Linked DNA regions of Mus musculus: region 2 is linked to region 1. The links are chromatin contacts, called in public Hi-C maps. All regions are on one chromosome and are shown on one strand. Each heading gives the region's core, a stretch centred on a gene start, on an enhancer-like site or on the middle of the called end of the contact. The rest is flanking DNA. Distances are from core to core; before and after follow the strand shown. Region 1 overlaps Gm11351 (predicted gene 11351). Region 2 has its middle 160 kb from the start of 1700092E19Rik.

What was found. A called contact is a pair of places that touch in the nucleus more often than the background predicts.
Region 2: a Hi-C map of cerebellum shows a contact between it and region 1, with 2.7 times the contacts expected there. The contact joins two enhancer-like sites. A contact is called at or near these places in 9 of 484 Hi-C or Micro-C datasets (the HL-1 cell line, cerebellar granule neurons, cerebellum and 4 more) and 3 of 115 datasets of contacts at active chromatin or transcription factors (astrocytes, neural progenitor cells and stem cell-derived neural progenitor cells).

What each region holds. Positions count from the first base shown.
Region 1 is chr13:25,928,814-25,935,888 of GRCm38.p6, forward strand. Gm11351 (predicted gene 11351) reads right to left here. Exons shown (of 4, transcript NR_045062.1): 2 at 1,947-2,151. Among named protein-coding and RNA genes, the nearest start is that of Gm11351, 34 kb to the right of the region's middle. Within about 2 kb of position 4,193, at least 52 of the 459 cell types and tissues checked have an H3K27ac peak or open chromatin away from gene starts, as enhancers often do. A contact at or near this core is called in astrocytes, cerebellum and neural progenitor cells, where this site is marked.
Region 2 is chr13:26,151,102-26,158,176 of GRCm38.p6, forward strand. No RefSeq gene overlaps it. Among named protein-coding and RNA genes, the nearest start is that of 1700092E19Rik, 160 kb to the right of the region's middle. Within about 2 kb of position 4,045, at least 74 of the 459 cell types and tissues checked have an H3K27ac peak or open chromatin away from gene starts, as enhancers often do. A contact at or near this core is called in astrocytes, cerebellum and neural progenitor cells, where this site is marked.

The sequences.
Region 1 (7,075 bases), core at 2,943-5,442:
TTTTGTTTCATTTTTATTATGTTGCCACAAGAAGATTTTCCCTGTTCTGGTGGGTTGTCTTCCACATACACATGTAGGTAGCACTAATTGAACTTAGAGGGTTATACAAGAAAGGACAATTATATATATATATATATATATATATATATATATATATATATATATTTGTATAATATGGGGAGACATGGGGCATTTGAGAAGGGAAATGTGGTAGATATGATTGTATTTCATTGTATAAATACATGAAATTATTCAGAAGAAAGAAAAGTTTATTTTATTTTATTTTATTTTATTTATTTATCATCCGTTTTTTGAGACAGGGTTTCTCTGTGTAGCCCTGTCTGTCCTGGAACTCACTCTGTAGACCAGGCTGGCCTCAAACTCAGAAATCTGCCTGCCTCTGCCTACCAAGTGCTGGAATTCAAGGCATGCGCCACCACTTCTTGTTCTATTATTTTCTTTTCTTTGTTTTTACCTAGATTCTATATTCTTCCAAATGTCAGATTTTGCCTTGAGCAGGAACAAAGAGTAAAAGAAACCACCCCAGTTCTCTTAGAAAATGATTTTGGGTTGAAGGTTTGTTTTTATTTTTCTGTAAAACTGAGATTTAAAATATAAACCTGGCAAATAGGAATTTACAGGGATGCCCAGCAGTGTGTCTAGCTAGTATCAAAGTTTGCTAATGGCTGCTGGTATCCAGACACTAAAACGAGCTATCGTGTTAATCCAGAATCTATGGTTATGAGGGCTGCCACAGCAATAGGCCATGAACTAGGTGACTCAAGTCTCAAAAATTTATTGTTTCAAGGCTCTAAAGATTAGACAGGTCAAGGTGTCAGCAGACAACTGATGTTCCCCCTCTGAGGCTGGGGAGAGAAGGAAATGCCTTGCCTATTCTCCAGCTATCTGCAGAAGTCAGTATTCTCTTCTCTCTACATTGTCTTCTGTTGGCGTCTTTCAAATGAATTCCCACCTCTTTGCTTTTTCCGGTTTATTATTCCATGCCTCATTCTCCTTGAAAGTTTGAGGAAAGCTATGGTGGGCATTCAGTTCCCCTTCCCCCCTTATCTTTTATTAAGAAGACTGCCTTCATGGGAAAAGGTTAAGGAACAGACTCGCTAATATCTACAATCACTCTCTTGAGCAGAAAATCATCGAAAATGAAATCAAAATTATTTTGTCTACATTCCATTAGCTAATGTGTGTGTGTGTGTGTGTGTGTGTGTGTGTGTGTCTGTCTGTCTGTGTGTGTCTGTGTGTGTCTAGTGTGTAGACTTGTTTTTGCTTGTGTGCATGTGTGGAGACCTGAAGAGAGTCTTGTGTATCAACTCTAAGATGCCATCTTTTTATTTACTTAATTTTAGATGTGGTTCCTCACTGGTCTCAAATGCATTCCTTTGGGTAGGCCAATAATCCTGAAGGCTCTCCTGTCTCTGGCTTCCCTGTGCTTGGATTGCATGTATACAATACCATGCTTATCCACTCTCTTTCTTTTACCTTTCTTTCTTTCTTTTTCTTTTTTCTTTTTACCATGTGATCCAGCGTCAAACTCAGATAGTCATTCTTGCACGGCAAATACTTACTGACTAATTATCTTTACAGGCCCCGTAGCCTCAGCATCTTTCCTTAAGTTTATACCAGCATCCCATTCTCTCTCTACCTGGATTCAAGGGTAGGCCTGGTGAAGAACACAAGACTTGCTGGCCAGGATGGGGACTCAATGCTCTCTTTTGATTCATACCCTTGTCTTTCACTCTGATTTACTTCCAGTGAGTGCAGTGATTTACCTTTTGGGGGATTTTTTTCACTTTGTTCTTCATAAGCCCTTTGTTGGCTTTCTAGAAGTTATTGCCACTGAATTAGATTTTAATGGAGTTAATATATCAGTATGTTATTTAGCAGTTTAGCCCGCGATTAATCCTAGAGAAGTTGGGTGAATGCCTTACCAGGAGGCTGTGTGTTCTCCAATGGCTGCATTACTCATGCGGGATACAGAAGGACAAATCTAGAGCAGCAGGATAAATGAGGCCAGGTGACTGGGGAGGCAGGGCTCCAGAGTTTAGTGGCTTAGAAGGAAGGGCACCATTTTTCTCGGAGGTGAGGGTCAGTTTTCCATCCTAGGGTCTTTGATGAGGAAAGCAGACATTAATCCTACAGAAAATAAGATGAAAATGTTACTCACCTCTGAACCAGGCTTAATGATGAATCAATAGATTTGCCTTCAGATTTCCAGTTTCAGTGCCCTGAATCTAAACAATGGGCAGGTCTCTGGCTTATGTGCACCTAAGACTTACAGTTAAATTAGTTTTTTTTTCTCCCATTTTCTTACCAAATGTGAAGCAATGTAATCTCTATAACATACTCATTAGTAAGATCCAGAGCCATTAAATCCAATCCTCGGTTTTCACCCATGCTATCAAATACACATTAACCCCTCTTGCTTTTTCACTTTTCAGAGAATGGAAATAACAGTAGAAAATTCATCTGAATTTTGCTCACAAACACAGAGAGCTACAATGTTCTGAGGAATCTACAGATAATAATGAACATTTTTTGTCTTCCTGACTTCTCATGTGTATTCTGTGTGCATATGCACACATGCATGTGTGCACGCACGCACATACACACACACACACACACACACACACACACACAGAGAGAGAGAGAGAGAGAGAGAGAGAGAGAGAAAGAGAGGTGTACAGGTGTATTCAACTGTGTGGAGGCTCCAGAGTTAATATCTGACGTCTTCCTCACTCTCCTTTGCATTCACTGAGTGGGTCTCTTGTTGAGCCCAGAGCTTACAGATTGTGCTGCTTGGTTACCTAGATGGTCTCTAGCACTCTGACTCCACCTCCCCTCCAACCCCCCAGATTGCTGGGAATCTAAGTGTCATCCTGCCTGCCTGCCTTTCAAGTGTGTTTGAGGATCCAACTCTGCTTTCCATACCTGCTTTTTATGGTAGGCACTTTGGCCACTAAGCCATGTCCTTGGCTGTCATGTATACTTTTCCATCTACAGGTTCCCTAAAATGTTGGAGCTCCTGCCCTTCTTACTGTGATGTCATCACTTTCTTTTCCACCATGGATATAGTAAGTGGCACATTTGTCCTATAATGGTACCTTTGTGAGACAGACAGAGCTAATTTTTCATTCTAGATACCTGAAGCTACAGGCTACATTGAAAACAGGGAAAAAAAAAAAAGCCAGCAGTTCTAGGTTATGCTGACACAGGTAATGACTTAAAATTCCTCTGAGCTTAGATTTTTTTTTTTGTGCTTATGAGTCTCTAAATTAGCTTTCATTATCTCAGCAGGTCTCTGCCTTTTGAGTTTTGAAGCCATCGTTTATGAATATAGCCAGAGCACTGAAGTTGTTTGCTTTTAAGGTAACAAACCCCTGCTGGATGGGAAGGTGTGAGGTATTAGGGTTAGTGAGAATTGCAGTCAGTGGATATAGCATTGCTCTGAGGTGAATTAAAGAAGTCGAGCTTGATTTGATTTCAGCTGCAGTGTCTTTAGCCGGTACCAGAATGAATCCATGCCAGAACTGGCAGGGACTTTGAAGTGAGAGAATCCCTGTGGATTTTGTATAATCGCACCACACGAAGGAGGGAATATATGAAACACCTGTGAGATGCCACCCTGCCTCTGGTCCTGTGAAGAGGTTTAATGTTTAGACTCTCACACAGTGAGTCTCAGCCTAGTGGAATTTCTATCAGCAACAGAGAAAGTAGGCTCATGAGCAGCAAATACTATTTGCATCACTTAGAACCACAGACTTGAAAAGGACTAAGAAGTCATCAAAACTGCCTGCCCTGCTCTTGGAAAGAAGGCCTTCCTTGCAGAAGGCAGAGGACACTTGGCTATCTGGACCCAATTCAAAGGTTACAGGCATCTGCATAAATCATTACCCCTGCTTACCAACATCTGCAGCTAGTACACAAATTCTCAGAAATAACATGCCTTTAGACCTGGCTGGGGTTCTTCCAGTTTTTGCTGGAAGAAATAGGGTGCTTCATATTGTTCAGCCATATACTCAAAGCTCTATGGCAAAAGAGTTCATTACATGGTGAAAGACACTAGCTTGGAGAGTATTTCTTGGAGGAAGTGCTCTCATCCCTGACTCTATCCTCTGCAAACTCGAATTGTATTGTCTCAAAGACACTCTCATCCCCTCTGGACAGCCAGTCTGCACACTAGATGGCAGTAATAGCCCAGTTTCAGAGTCCCTTTTTGTCTTCCCCTCCCCCTTTCTCTTCTGGCATAATCTTTTCTTGTCCATAGCAATAGAGAATAAAAGATGCAAATAAAATCCCTTTATTTTGTACAAGGCTCATTCAGAAAAGCTGATATACAATTAAAATGATCAGGAAATAAATATTTTAAACAATATTGAAAACTTCAGGCATGGTGGGTTTTTCTTGGTGGTAGAGGAAGGTCTCTGATTCATTTCTTTGTTTGTTATTCTTTTTCAGGCATAGTTTAATTACCAAAAGAGGCTTGTTGAGGCCCAAGGTCTAAGCTTAAATGAGATGATAAAAATGTATTTTGGAGATTTTGGAGGGAGTAGGAGGCAGGAGGAATCCAGCCAGGCCAGTTTTTTTTTTCTCAAATCCCGTGCTTTGCTAGCAGATTGACTCTGTGCTTTATACAACATTAATCTGGATTTCCTAGACATTCAACAGTCAGATGCATGCTCAGAGCCGCATTAAGTATTGCTCATTAACAGTAAGTAAGATACTGGAAACAGAACTATAAACCAAACGAAAGTCTCCTGACATGAGTAGGCCCCTTTGGACTGTTTGTGTAAAATTTAAATCTGTATTGGTGAGCTAGAAAGAGACAGATTCTGTGTCCGTGAAATGTTCTCAGGCCTCTAGAATGTCCTATCTGAGGTCTACTTGCAAAAGAAGGCTCCACTCTTACTGGTGATAATTCATGCTGTTACCAAAGCAGTAAAAACACAAAATGCATATACTGAAACAAATGTGTCACTCTTAAATTGAATGTTGCAGCCACGGCCTTTCCCTACTCCTAAGCACAGCTCCAGCTTCCTGTTGGAATGCACAGGCCCACACTATGCTCCCATTTCCAGCAAATTCTGCAATCATCTCTTAAAGGTTGCCACAGAGAAAACCTAAGCAGCATCCTAAAGAACAACTCAAAGCCACGGGCAGATATGAATTTTTTACTTGGCCCACATGTGAAAATGATTAATGCATTATTTATAGATACTGCCTTTCCAGGGAGCTCAAGGTCATCTGTGGACTCCCAGACAAAGGGTCAAGTCTTGAGAAGCTGGCCTAATAATCGGTGCTGACAGTTTCTTGGACATATTGCAGTGCTTTAAGTAGATGTATTTTCCTACTTGGAAAGAACTGTGAAACCTTTTTTTTTCTTTTTATTCCTTTTAAATTAGTTAGCTACTCACTTATCTGACTTGATTACAACTCATTAACTTTGATCAGAAGGAGGGCATGGGCAGGAGTGTTGCTATGGCCACCTTCTGTCTTCCTCGAGCCTCTGCATCATTCTACTCTGAGAAACATTACAACTAGCCTTTCCATGTAACAAATGTACCTCACTTGCCTTATCCTGTGTCATTGATGCTTCCAGACCTTCTAGGGCTCAGAAAAGAAAACTCAGCGGTAGCACTGTGAAGCAAAGACCAGACTTTTAGATCATTCATTCAAGAACACAAATGGGAAATCAATTCAATATATGATATTATACTTACCTACAGCAGACAGGAACCAATATAGATGACAACTTAAAGGCATGGGATTTGGTATAATATCATATATTGAATTGAAGGACAATCTTTGAAATGATATGTATAACTTTATCATATAGAGAATATGGACCAGTTTTACCGAACAATCATGGGGCATACTATTGAGGTGCCAATTTCTAGTATTTAATGGGTAATGCAATGTGAAAGGACATAGGGAAGATTTGGCCGCTCTAATGCAGGAAGTAAGAAGTACATTCCAGAAAATGTGAGCTGCTTGCTTAGGTAAATATTCAAGTAAGTATTATACAAAGTAGATGGATTTCTAGGCTCAGCATGCACCAGCAATTCTAAATAGCTTTCTCCCTCAATTCTCCTGTAGTATTGTCTAAAGAGGAAAGGCTGCAATGGTCCCATCCTATCTCAAGGCTTGTATTACTACCTAGCTTCAGACATTATAAATCATAACAAAACAAAAGCGCTACAATTAATTATTCTGCTACTATAATTGCTCCCAGAGGCAGAGTCCTGTACTTTTCAGTTTTCACTTAGAGATTTTGTGATTTTCGCTCATTGATTATTGAAAATTGTGTTGCCTTGAATGCATCCACAATGAACTATTCTATATTAATTGGCTTTAATTAAAATTTTGACACAACAATTTCTTCAATTAGTCTCCACATATCACACCAGAAATTAGTGAGTGGCACAGAAATTCTTCAAATGAATGAAACAAAAACTCTTGAAAGAGGTATCTCTGTGACATTGTGACAAAGAAACATCTGTCAAGGGAAAATGTCATAATGTTATCACCAAAGCTGATGGGAGTTGAGAAAGCCCTCAGCCAGTATCTCAGGGTGTCTCTGATGAAATGGCATTGTGCAAATATCTTTGCAATGAAGAAAAAGATCAATTCTTCACATTCCAATAAAAATAGGAATGGTAACTATTTTTTTTAAAAAACTATTTTTTGCCTTATATTTTACATCTGAGACAGTCATACAATCATGATTTAGAGTTAAGGCCTGGATTTTTGAAAGGAAGCATCCTAAAATCTTAGGTCTGACTCCACGATGTACTCCACCCTTGGCTGTAACCCATGGCATTGGTTCAGTTGCCTATAAAGACTTAGCTTCCCCATCTGATAGATCTGTTTCAATTAATATAACAGCTGGGCCTACAGAGTGTACTTTACCGGATGTTACTACAATTCAAGATTCACTAATGAATCAGTGCTTCCTTAGCTACGCCATTGCATGTGGAGTTCCACGTACACAGCAAGTTCTCTGGGCCAGTCTAGCGAGCAGTCAACAAAGGGTGATTAGGTTTTACACAAATGACCATTC
Region 2 (7,075 bases), core at 2,795-5,294, 220 kb after region 1:
TGGACCTGTCTGTGGGCCTTTTCTTAATTGCTAATTTATGTAGGAGGATCTAGACTGCTGTGGGCAGGGCCGTTCCTTAGCAGCAGAAGTAAGGAACCAGCAACAAAACTCCATGATTCTGCTTTGCTTCAGTTCATGCCTCCAGGTTCTTGTCTTGAACACTTTCCCTGGATTTCTTTGATGATAGACAATAACCAGAGGCAAACTTAATCCTTTCCTCCTCAAGTTGCTTTTGATCAGTGTTTTATCACATCACTAGAAAGCAAATTATAAGGATAGGAATTCATATTGGTAAGGTAAGGAGCTGTAATGATGGAACAAACTTTTTTTTTAGACTGATTTGTGTGAAGAGTGTTGAAGAATTTGGAGCTTTGCATAGGAAGAGCCATTGAGTACTCAGAGTTTAATGAGTTGTTATGAAAAACTTGAAGATAACGGTGAAAGAAATACAGTCGGTGGAAGTCGGGCTAGTGAAGTTTCAGAGGAAAGTGTTCCAGAGGGCTCAAGACTGCACCTCTAACTGGTAGAAGAACTTGATAATGGATACTTGCTTGGTGGCAAATAAAAAGTCATGAAAATTGCTGAGTCTTGACACTGTAAAAACAAAACAAAACAAAACAAAACAAAACAAAACAAAACAAAACAAACCAGGGGAGTCCATTGGTAAAGAAGAATCCTCAGTATTTGGAGAGATGCCAGTATGCTGAAAATGTCAGCACCATGGGACGACCAGACATAACAGAAGTGGGGATGCAGTGGACTTGGTCTCAGTCTACCAGTCAAACTCTGTTCTGCATATAGCATAGCCAGAGACTTGAAAATGTCCAAGCCTTGAGAGCCCTGAAGTCTATGAGTGAGTTTTAGATGTCTGACATTAAAGTACATTGTTTGATTTCTATTTCTGGATGTTGGCTTTCTTCAGTTCAATTGTAACAATAACTTCATTCATTCTTCTTAGACTAAGAAGCATAGAACTCTATTTTTATTTTACTAGAGCACGTAATTGAGAGACTTTGGATTTTACAGAGACATTAGATTTTTACAGATTGTGGTACTTTAAAGTTGCATTAGGTTCTATATTATGATATTAATATGAGAACATGGGGATATACAAGAAAGAAATGGCTGTAACTGAATAGTGATGTGATGGTGTGTGAAAACGATAACGGGTCAATGTACTGGATAGGTTTTGTCAAGTTGGTACAAACTAGAGTCACCTAATAAGAGGGAACTTCCGTTGAGGCATTTCCTCCCTCAGTCAGGCCTGGGGACCTGTCTATGAGACATTTTCATAATTATTAGTTAATGCAGGAGAGAATGAACTACTGATCTCAGTGCCATCTTTAAACAACTGGTCCTGGAATGTACAAGAAAATGAGTCTGAGCAGGCAAGGGAAGGAAGTCAGTAAATGACATTGCCTATGGTTTTGCTTCTGTTCTTACCTCCTTTCTGGACTTGAATTCCTCCCGTGGTTTTCCACAATCATCTATAAACTTTATATACCAAAGAAACCCTTTCTTTTTTTCTTTTTTTTTCCTGTCAGGTTGCTTTGGGTCAGTGTTTAGTTACAGCAGCATAGAAGCGGACTAGGACATGAGCTTGACAGAGCACAGACAGGATGGAAGACTGCTGTCCATCTTCCCTCAGTACATTGTGAGAGATCTTCTGAAGCTAGCCTGACTCCTGGAAACAGCATTTGAAGAGGCATTTTGGATAACTTAGGAAAAGAAATTGAGGTATAAGACAAATAAATGTAATCAATAAAACTTAAATAGGGGCCGGGAGCTCATTCAGTTGATGAAGTACTTGTCCTACAAGGCTGAGGGCCTGAGTCTGGACTCCCAGCACCCACCTAACATTTCTGCTCCATGAAGGCACAGATTGATGAATTCTGAGAGCTCACCAAACAGGTAGTCTTGCTGAGTAAGCTCCAGGTTTAGTGAGACACTTTGATTCAAAACTAAGTTGGAGAAGAACTGGGAAAGTGACCTGATGTCAACATCTGGCCTCCACAGCCATAGGCACATGTGTACACACACACACACACACACACACACACACACACACACACACACACACACATCATAAAATAGTCAAATTAAAGGAAGATAGTGTTGCAATAAGTTCGTAAAGCAGGAGTTGAGGCTACCAGGTATTGTCTTTGTTCTCCTGGTGAGCCAAAAGTACTTGGCTCTGATCATATTGACACAAGGGATTAGACTCAACATATCCTAAAGTGATAGAGGGAGTGGTAGATACAGGTTGGCCATGTTCTTTTCTCTTTCCCAGGCTTTTCCTGGTGCTAGTCTCTTAAAGGTTGGGAAGACCCCGAAATAAACTCAACAGTAGTCTAGTTTGTATAGAAAGGAAGATAGGTTGCCTAGTTGTTTCTAAATCCCTTTTATGCAAGTTTCAGCCCTCTGTGCACAGCATGATGTCTCTTGTTTCACAGTGTCCTGATTTGAATATAACTTATATTTGTCCTCTATCCAAGCTCCTATTCAAATGACCTCACCTCATCCTTAAAACACCATGTCACAATACAATGTAAATAATTTATAGATCTTCATAGATTCCCATTTTAGTTTGTTTTCTGCAATGAATAAATGAAAGAATAGTGGTATTATATTTTTAATGGTGAAAACAAGAAGTGTATTGTTGCCGGTGATTTTGGTAGAACTAAACAAAATATTTTCTTACCTAGAATAAGATAACAATTTAGGGGTATCTTACTTCAGTGTCTTAAATTTTGAATGTGAATCCCCTTGAAAATCAATGACAATCATTTCGTCTCTTGTCTGGAGTATTATAATAGTAGCCAGAGTGTTTATTCAGAAATATGACCAACCAGCCTCCATGATCTGATACCACTTGTCTAGGCAGTCCAGCTATTGTCTCATCTAGACCCCGGTCTCTGGTCTGTGTTCATACAGCACACACTGTAAAGACCCAGGGATGTCTGCCTCAAAGCTTTTCTGATCAGACATTCATATATGAATCTCTCTCTGCTTTGTCTGCTCCAAAGATTATTATTCATTGTTTCTAATTGCTCCATTTCTGGATCTGTTCATAAATACACATCATTAGAACATTTTCAAAAGATCTGTCATGGGATTGTCTCTAGTTTTTGTGCTTTTAAATGTAAAAGCCCCCAAAAGAATTGGCAGCAACTCAAAATAATGATTATGTAAATGAAAGGGGGTCTTGCTTTTAAACTAAAGAAAAGCAAAGCTCTTTAGAAAAAGGACCCCACCTCTTTCACTAAGAAAGGGCTACATTCCTTTTCTCCATCTCTCCATGCTTACTCTTTTCTAAATCCTAGGGACCATACTTCTAGAATATTCTACAGAAGACCATTAGTGGCCAATTGTCCATCTATCTGTTTCTTCATTGTTATAATGCTCAAGCTATTTGCTTTTTGTTTTTCTGGCTCTTGTGTTGGACCACTGAACGTGTGTGTGTGTGTGTGTGTGTTTCAATATAAATTCTAGTTGGAACAGAAAAAAGAAGAAGAAAAAGCCCTCCAGATATTACAATAAACACACACACAGAGGAAGAAAAAATCTATCTCCATTGAGCTTAACAATCAGGAGGGCCAAAATTACCTCTTATTAACATTTATTTTACAAAAGAGGCAGGGTATAATTTGGTGATAGATTCAGATTTGGAGAGCAGCTATAATCAGCCCTGAAGGCTTCTGCCTGAAGGACACGGCTGCTATCTTTTGTAATTATATTTCTCTGCCCCTATCCCACACCCCCATCTGTAAGAGTCTTTTTCACTCCTGCTTCTGATGGCTGTCTGCCTTTCTCCCCTTCAGCCCCCTTTCTTTCCTTAGCAGCCCCCTTCTCTTCCTTTCTGTCTCTAGCTTTCCCTCCCCCGTCCCCCTATAATGTGGCTTCTCTCAATAGCCTAGGCAGGTTTTAAGATTAGAAGAAAGCCTCTTGGTGGAGATGGGGGATGGCTGAATAGGAGCAGGAGGCCCCACTCCTTTGGCAAACAAGGCTCTGGGAACTTGTCCAACTGGGGAGAACATGTGCTGGGCCCCTGAATAGGCAAGCAGCAGGCCTGCCCATATGTCAGCCTGTGCCACAAAGACGCCCTTGCATATCTACCGTGACAAACAGGATTACCAGAGACAATTAATCTGGCTCGCTTTATCAAAATCGAGTGATGACCTTTGACCTCTCCCCTCAGTGTGCGGCAGATGCCACGCTCCAACTCAATAGACCTGGAGCCTCCCTTTCTCTCTTCTGTAAAGCATCCAAGGCCTGAATCAGTCTGGCAGGGACTAACTGCACACTGATGAGGGGAAGTCGCGCATGCGGCAGGCTGAGTCCACATTTCTTTCCAAGGCCCAGAAAACGCAGCTCCAGATCCTTAGCTGCAGTGGATGGAAGAAGAAACACTTCTACTTTAACTTTAGTTCACTCTTGTTTGGAGGCTGTATCTTGCTAAGATGGAAGAAAGGAGACTTTGTAGTTATAGAGCACTGTGTGGGGGCACTAGTGGATATCAGTGGCATTGTGCAAGTGAAAGAAGGCATGTCCGTGCATGAGGATTAATAGATATTATGGCGCTGTTTTTGGTAGCTTACCACAGCCATAACAATATCACAGGAAAGGAGCAGAGCTTCCAGAGGCAGAAACTTTTCATGTAAGATTCTGTCAAACTCATTCCTAGAACTTACCCATCTGTCTACATTGTAGTGCTTATACCCATGTATGTGTGACAGACACTAAGAAGCTGAAATTTATTCTTATGCCTGTCAAAGCCATTTCTCACACTGTTTAGCTTGGTTTGTAAAGGAAGAACCCCCTTTCGAAAGGAAATGATGGAAGTTTTGAAAGTCTCAGAGAACATTCTGGGAAGAGAGACCATTGGTCACATCTCTACCTCCAGGGAAGAGGAGGCTGTGAGTGACTATGGAGGTCAGGATTGTTATGAAATGATGGCACTGCTGTTCATTGGCTCTGCCTCACCCACAGGAAAGGCTACCACACTGCTTACGAAAGAGCAAGACAGAAAATAATAGGTGACTCAAAACTGTTCACCTTTGTGCATCCTTGTTGAATTATTTGAGGAACTTCTCAGCTCAGCTTCCAGAAACTTTTCTCTAGGAAGTAACTGGCTTGTGTCAGGCTCACTGAATAAGCCTCCAGCACCTCTGGGACCAAGAGAACTCAGAAGAAATAAGACCCAGATTCTTCCTGGGGCTCAAAACCTTTCCTCTTGGATATGACCCTGTGTCTGCCCTGTCACCATATTCTCAATGATCTTTATGCATTCTGACATCCTACAACTGCTGCTGATATTGAATGAGAGAAGAAAAAGCATGCACTGAGCTGCACTGAAGGTTTCTTCTTAACTGTGTGAGCTAGCTAGGTCCTAAAAGCCAACTCACTGTGGGCATCTCTTTTGATTTAGTAGCAGAGATTGCATTGCATAGGGTCTGCCTTGCCTAGCCTAACTTCTGTGCCTGACTTTTCTCCTGGGTGTGACTTACAGTGAGTTCTTGCATTCCTGCCTTGATCCCTGATTAATACTGTCCTCATTCACTTTCTTCAGATCATAAAATTAAAGGTTTGGTATAAGATTTCAAAACAGAGTTGGATGTGGTGGTACAAACTTTAAATCTCATCACTAGGAGACAGAGGCAGGCATATTTCTATGATTTCAAGGCCAGTCTATTCTACATAGTTAGTTTCAGGTTGGCCGGGGCTGAAAGTCTATAGAGTGAGATCCCATGTCCAAAACTGGTGGGGTGGGGGGCGATTTCAAAACAGGTTCTGAAGTTCTCACGTGTGTGACTGTGTCTGAGAACAGTTATATGGATTGCATTTTAAATCAGGTTACACTGTTGATTGGAGATTATTAGAAGACAGAAATTATTCTTAAAATGCATATTCAGTGAGAAGTTGTACTTGCGTGTGCTTGACATGAAAAACCTGAAAATGCAAACTGTTGCCAAAAGGCATGAGATCCTAACATTGAACTGTGTGGAACTGTATTCTAGGACACAGCTGTAGAATTAGACCTGGCTGAGGTTTGCAAAGGTAAGGTCATTTTCTCTGTCTAGAATACTTTAGCTGTCTGACGTTGGGACATGAACCTATGAAAACTGCAGAGACTCAGTCCTGAAAGGACCTCTGATGACATCATTTTGATCAGAGCTGGGGAAAGGGCCTCCACTCTGCATACAAATCGCAAGACTCAGTGGTATTATACTCAGATAGTCATTGTCCCAAGCACGCTTCCCCCACAATCCCATGAAAGTCTGATTTATTCATTTGTATTGAAAATTAGCCAGTAATAAAGAATTAATTAAGGAATGTAAACTCTCCAAAGTCATCAAGATGAATTCCAAGTAACATTAGACATATATCTTGTTCTCTACTATTAGAAAATGGAGAAGTGTTTCCAGAGCAGTGCTGTTGATGGGTAACAGAGCATGTGAGGACACCCCAGGGTGCTACTATCTGTGCTAGCAAGGACAATTGGCAGAATGAGTGAGCTTCTTTCTATAGATTTCAAATTATCATGAGTCTTTATATTTCTGTTAATTTCTTGTGTCTTATAATGAATCATAAAGTCAACTTTTTTGCTGCTTGAGACTGAAAAGATTTGAGGGTTATCATGGGTACTTAAGGAGTAGAAATAACAAGGATAAAATTTAGTGAAGCAGGAGTTTTTTTCTTGGACTATTTCACATCCCAGCACACTCAGACTCACATGTCTCCATGTGGATGACACGAGGCGAGCATATGCTGGACATTTTAAACGGTCCTAGGTAAACTTCATTATGGGAGCTGTGTAACTGCATTAAAATGAAGCCCTTTGTATGGAAAAGGGTGGAGTGGCATTTCAGTCTGGCAAGCTGTACATTGCTGGAATCCATCTAAGGGACCAAAGACTCTTACTATAGGATTCCTGCCTTGGAGGGTGATTGCCTCAACTTCCCAGTGAGGCCTAAGCTAAAACTTCAGGATGTTCCCAGAGCTAAAGAACAAGGTAGGGGCTCAATTCTTGGGTATGAATGCAGATCTTGTTTTAGACTGTCTTTTGTCCTGTGAA